2 separate regions of the Nothobranchius furzeri genome follow, and region 1 is linked to region 2. The links are chromatin contacts, called in public Micro-C maps. All regions are on one chromosome and are shown on one strand. The core of a region is the stretch at or near the end of the contact, and the rest is flanking DNA. Distances in the headings are between cores, read along the strand shown. Region 1 overlaps uvrag (UV radiation resistance associated gene). Region 2 holds the start of wnt11 (wingless-type MMTV integration site family, member 11).

Region 1 (3,204 bases), core at 626-3,125, 240 kb after region 2:
GAGTGGCCTAGACCACCCCATAGAAAATCTGTGGAGGGAGTTGAAAGTCCGTGCTGCTCGGCGACAGCCCCAAAACATCACTGCTCTCGAGAAGATCTGCATGGAGGAATGGGCCAAAATACCAGCTACTGTGTGTGCAAACCTGGTAAAGACCTATAGTAATCGTTTGACCTCTGTTATTGCCAACAAAGGTTATGTTACAAAGTATTGAGTTGAATTTTTGTTATTGACCAAATACTTATTTTCCACCCTGATTTACAAATAAATTCTTTAAAAATCCTGCCATGTGAATTCATGGATTTTTTTTCACATTCTGTCTCTCACAGTTGAAGTGTACCTATGATGAAAATTACTGACCTCTGTCATCATTTTAAGTGGGAGAACTTGCACAATCGGTGGCTGACTAAATACTTTTTTGCCCCACTGTATATATATATATATATATATATATATATATATATATATACATAAAGGATGGGGCAACCTCGACCGTAGCAGACACACAAGGGATGGAAGTCAGTCAGTTCTACAGAAAGTTAACTACAACTACATCTGTTAGTAGCCAAGAACCAATGCCCACACACACACACACACACACACACACACACACACACACACACACACACACACACACACACACACACACACACACACACACGCACGCACGGACACACACACACACACACACACACACACACACACACGACTAATCAGTATAAAGTGACATTAAGGGACATAATGCAGGGAATTATAATCAAGATTCGACCCAAACAACTACACCTCCATAATCTGTCAACATAAAGACTCTAGGTCAGCCGTACCAAACCAGAACCCCAAGAGCCACGCGAGCTGCCTGCAGGCCAACTCACTACAGAGCAGCAACCAGCAGCCCTTCCATACGGGTGAAGCTGTCAGTTTCAGAAAGGTTGTGACCCCTGATAAAGGATGAAAGCTGATGGTCTTCAGGTGAAGGCTTGGTCTTTAACTAGTAGTCAACACTATTCTTTCAGCGACAGCCGTTCCTCCTGTGTTGTTAGTAAAGCGTGGAGGCGGGAGGGTCCCAGAAAACAGGAATTCATGCACTTCTCTCTTTGACGGCATGGCACAGGCTAATTCCTGCAGCCGTGTAGGATATGGAAGTAATCATGCTGCATTACATAAGCATAAACTATGCGTATAAGAGCACATTCAGCTCAGCAGAAACTGTGACAGGAACGATGAGCTGCAGGCCAGCGGTGAGAAGGATTGGTGTGAGTGTTAAACTCCAGAGTCCCACGGGGGTGCAGAAGGGAGAGGATGTGAAGGAAAGCTGCAATAATAGAAAACGTAAGAGCAGAGGTCATTAAAAGTTATGACTCAAGCTGCACTTTATTTTCCTCAGCAGGCTGCTATGGAAGCACTGGTCTCCCCTCACATAAACACATACCGGGGGTGCCCTGGACAGGCTCTGCCTCTGCTAATAACAGGATCCTAATCTGTGTTTTATAGTGTCTAAACACAACTTTCACTGGGCTGATTATACTCTAGTGTGACTGGGATCCAGTTAACAGAGGGAAGCCCAGGAGACCCTGAAGGTGGTGTTTACATTCTCCACATTTAAAATAGACATGCAACAAACATGCTTGTGTTCCTAATGAGTATTCCAGGGTTGACCATTCTGACAGGGAATAACATCCGGTTGTCTCTGTCGCCCTCTCCAGGTGAACAGCCATATGTCGACTAATTTCCCTCAACATTCCCAAGCATTAAAACTCTGCTCCTCATATTCTGACCTTTGATCTAAGAAAGAAAATGTGGAGCTCAGGATTCAGAAACTCCTGCTTGGCTTAAAATTCCCAGCTCTGCGACATTCGCTTTCATATGGCGCCACCTGCTGGACATTGAGGAAAACATGGAGCTCAAAGTAACTTTTCAACACAAAAGAAACATTGATGTGGCTATTTTACTGCTTAAATCAGGTGGTTAAATACCCCCGTCATCAGTAAACTCCTGCTAAACATGTCATGAGCAGGCCTTTGTACATGACCTAGCAGAAGAAAAATCATCCTCATTCCACTCATCAAGCTGCTTGGTCACTTCTCAAAAACTTCAGGATAGACATGCTCCTTAGTCAGAAATCTGAGACTTTAAACAGATGGGACATATTCTTTCTACTGCTTCACCTTTGTCTGGGGTCGCCTTCACAAGTTCAACTCAAAGTAGTGAAGGCCTCTCCCCAAGCAAGTCCCGTTGATCCTCTCAACTATTAGAGCAGGAGGTGCTTGAGGACCTACTCAAGTTGGACACACTCGGCTGGATTGGATACTCTTGACCCTTTCTTTCTGAAACCAGCAGCTCGAGTACCTGCAGCGCCTATAACTCATCCATTTAAAGAGCAAGTTTTTTGTGCTTGTGAAGAACTAGTGATTTTTATCCAGAGGTGCTTTAAAAAAGCATGTTCTTGTTCTACTCCAACAATGCAAGAGAGGAAATATGAAAGTAGAAACAGCTTTCAGATGTATTAAATAACAAAACATCACAGTTTTCCTGCATTACCAAGGCAGGCTGGCTGCATGTTTTTCTAGATGTTGCCACTGCCATAACACAGGAGGAAACCCTGAATGTAAAAAAAAAAGTTACACAACAGGTCCTGGATCAGTCAAAAACCGCTAAAAAACCACAGCTTTGATAGTCACGTGATCGCACTGTTTGAAATCGCAATTTTGGTTCAAAAACGATAGATCGTTCAGCCCTACTTCAACCTAAACGCTAACGATGGGTATATCAGAGCATCCTGGTGCAATAAGCTATACTGTTATGCACGACACCATTAGTCGACTATTAAAATAGTCGTTTGTGACAGCCCTAGTTCACAGCAGCACCTCTTACAAAAAACTGTGCCAGCCAACAGTGAATACATTAATAAAATCAGAGAAAATGTCAACGGACAGCAAAACTTCATGGTTTCTCATTCTGCAGCACCTGAGCTGGCCGCACTGGTAGCTACAGGTGCTGATAAAAGTTAGCCTGCTGGCTGTGGTGCTGCATGCATTCTCCATCTCGGTGATGCACACCATTCAACAGAGACGCATGAGGAAGATGTAAACAACTTGAATTATGAGCAGTGTGTTTGTTTCTGACCACAACCAAAGTCTGGAAGAAGCCTCTGGGGTGAGAGGCTAAATGTCTCCAACATATCCAGAAACGTCCAGCTGTTTTCAGCTA
Region 2 (3,298 bases), core at 563-3,062:
TGTTGTTGTTGTTGTTAATATTTTTATGAATGTTAATAGTATTGTTATGATTATTGTTGGTGTTGTTAATATTGTTATTATTATATTTAGATTGTTAAGATTATTTTTGTTAATGTTGTTATTGTTGTTGTTATTATCATTATGATCATATTTAGATAATTATGATTGTTGTTGTTTATATTGTTATAGTTGTTTTTGTTGTTATTGTAAATAATATGATTATTGTTGTTGTTAATTTTGTTATTGTTGTATTATTATAATTATTATTATGATAGTTGTTAATATTGTTATTGTTATTGTCAATGTTATCATGAATATTGTTGTTAATTTTATTATTGTTATTATTGTTGTTATAATTATCGGGATTGATGTACATTTTTATTGTTTTATTGTTATTATGATTATTTTTGTTGTTAATTTTACAATTGTTATTATTGTTGTTATGAGTATTGTTGTTAATTTGTCATAGTTGTTTTTATTGCTATTACTATGATTATTGTTGTTGTTAATATTATGATTTTTATTTTCGTTGTTATGTTTGTTATCATGTATTTGTGACTGAAGACATCTTCACGAGGACTCTCAGGATTCTGACTTCAAGTGTAAGCCTATCTGTGTGACGTTGGTTGTCCTACATGTGGATAATCTCTGCTGTGATTTTACCCCTGCTCACTCACACACACACACACACACACGTAAAATGGATCGGGTCCTTGGAAACCGGATTCCTCTCCTCAGGATTGTAACTAAGGCAAAGACATGTGGAGCCAATACAAGCTGAAGCTCCCAGAGGAAGACGGCTTGTTGTGGTCCATGCCTCCTTTGGAGACAGCAGGACAACACCTGGACATCTGTTCCCTCTGGAGCCTCCAGCAGAACCAGAGGTCAAGGTCTGGACCAGAGCTCAGTTCTGGGCTAGTTTCCCACAGCTGGTCCAGCCTATGACCACCAGGAACATCAGGAAGCTCCGGTTCGATAAATTATGAACTGGACAGAAGCTGGGAAGCAAATTTATTTTGGTTTATCCCCTCACACTTTATTACATTATTATTATTATTATTATTATTATTATTATTGTTGTTATTATTATTATTGTTGTTGTTGGTATTATTATTAAAAAAAACCATAAACCCAAATCATCGAGGTGACTGATTAAAGCTGAATGATGATGAGGTTTTATGGTTCATCATTTCTAGAACAGGACTGATTAATGTTTCCCTGCTGTAGGAAACAAATCTATTTTATTTTCGTTTTTAGTGTGAGAACTATAATAAATAATATAATCTTAATAAATAATATAAATATAATAAATAATGCAATAATGATAAATAACATAACTATAATAAACTATATAATTATAATAAACAATATAATCATAATAAATAGTAGAATTATAATAGGTCCACACCAAGAACATGTTTATTAAATCAGAGCAACGAATAAAAACATAATAAAAATTATAATAACAATAATAATCAAATTAATAATAATAGCAATAATAATTATTATTATAATAATAACCATCCGGTAGTTTACTTTAATTGTTTAGGTTGTTATGCAGACGGGTTTATTATTATATTAATATTTCTGTAGCAGACGTCAATCACTAACTTACAGTTTGAATCTTTAATAGCGCACGAACCCTAACCCTGATCTAATGTTTTAATGAGGTAAAGAGACCGCGGGGGTCCCGGTGCCGCCTGGGCTCATGTTAATGTGGCTGTGACGTCATCAGTGAGATCAAAGCGGACCAGGGGTACTTTAGAGCTGGTTCTGCCCCCGCACGGTTCATACCTCTCTCCCTCTGCTACACACACACACGCGCACACACACACACACACACACACACACAGACACCGACAGCGCTCTGGGTCTGACTCACAACATGCGTGCCGGTCCGGACCCGTTCCTCCAGCCCGGCTTGGATTCTACCGCAGCATCAGGCTGATCAGCAGCGGACGGACCGGATATTCGGACCCGCTTTTGGAGCGTCACCTCCCCGCCTGAGTAGAGCGGAGCTCCGCGGTGCAAGGTGAGAACAGCCGGGTCCGGGACCGGGTCACAGGACTGCTTCGGGACTTCTGGGCTTAGCTGAGCTCCGATCTACCGTAAACATGTTGGACCTTAATCAGCTGCTCTGCTGCTGGATAGTCCGGGTCAGACCGGGTTACGGTTCCGAACCGGACCGGATCTGACACGGTCCACCTCCAAAAAAGTCACGTTTAACAGTTTCAGCAGTTTTTAGTCTACTGGTTCTGGTTCGGTGGTTTCGGTCCAGAAGCCATTAAAATATCAAACGGTGTTTAAAACAGCAAAGTGTCTGTAAACAGTTTTATGGTGCAGTTTGGACATTTGTGAGCGGGAGCAGCTCACCCTAACCCCGGCCCGGATCCTGGGATAAATAAATAATAACATAATCAGCGGTAATCCTAATCTGCTGCATAAGTGATGAACAGGAAGTGCTTTTGTTAATTAGGTCCTGGAGTCAGATCAGAGGTGAGCTGCTTTAAAAAAGATCATGGTTTTAAAAAGTAAATGATCACACACACACACACACACACACACACACACACACACACACACACACACACACACACACACACACACATTTCTAAGTGAGGCGTATTCAAACTTTTCAAAATAAAGGCCAAAAATGTTAAATTGGATTTCTGAGGAGGATGAGATTTGTTTGATGTGTGCTCCCTAAAAAGCACCAGAGCTTGTTAGAGAGTCTGAACATGAAATGTAAGAACATCTTTACAGAAGAGACGACACGCATCATTCTAGAAATGTGATGGGGTGGCTCTCAAAACCACTCCGAGGGCCACAAGCGGCCCCCGAACTGCCGCTTGGACACGGCTCTGCTCTTATTGTGTTTTGTATCCCGGAAGCTCCTGTGGCTCTGTTCAGATTACTTCCCTAATCTATTCCAGGATTGAGAGGGGCGGCCGTGCCATGAGATCAGATCCCTGAGTGTGATCCCAGCAGCCTTCGTGTTTGTGTCCCGACTGAAGTGGAGTCCACCATGAGGAGCAACTCCCACCTCCTGCCTCTCTGTCTGCTCACAGCCGTGCTGCTGTCTCAGGTCTGCTCCGGCATCAAGTGGCTGTAAGTACCTCCGGATCGTAAGCCCAGAGTGTATCCACAGTGTGTATCTCCAGAGCGTATTCCTGGATCAAATCCGCAGATCTTGTCCCTGTTGCATATACCCAGAGCGTCTCCATTCCACGGATGACTTTGTGTAGGAAGCATTTTGGTAACTTCCAGAACTGGATGGAGCTCGGACTCAGCCCAAACA

Evidence for each region. A called contact is a pair of places that touch in the nucleus more often than the background predicts.
Region 1: a Micro-C map of tail fin shows a contact between it and region 2, with 8 times the contacts expected there. The contact joins the enhancer-like site here to the promoter of wnt11 in region 2. A contact is called at or near these places in 2 of 2 Hi-C or Micro-C datasets (skeletal muscle and tail fin).

Annotation. Positions count from the first base shown.
Region 1 is chr10:41,662,961-41,666,164 of NfurGRZ-RIMD1, forward strand. The region is part of intron 6 of uvrag (UV radiation resistance associated gene); the gene reads right to left. Among protein-coding and RNA genes, the nearest start is that of uvrag, 26 kb to the right of the region's middle. Within about 2 kb of position 1,876, at least 1 of the 3 cell types and tissues checked has an H3K27ac peak or open chromatin away from gene starts, as enhancers often do. A contact at or near this core is called in tail fin, where this site is marked.
Region 2 is chr10:41,424,302-41,427,599 of NfurGRZ-RIMD1, forward strand. It overlaps wnt11 (wingless-type MMTV integration site family, member 11), which reads left to right and starts at 1,813. Exons shown (of 6, transcript XM_015960168.3): 1 at 1,813-2,032; 2 at 2,934-3,108. The coding sequence starts at 3,026.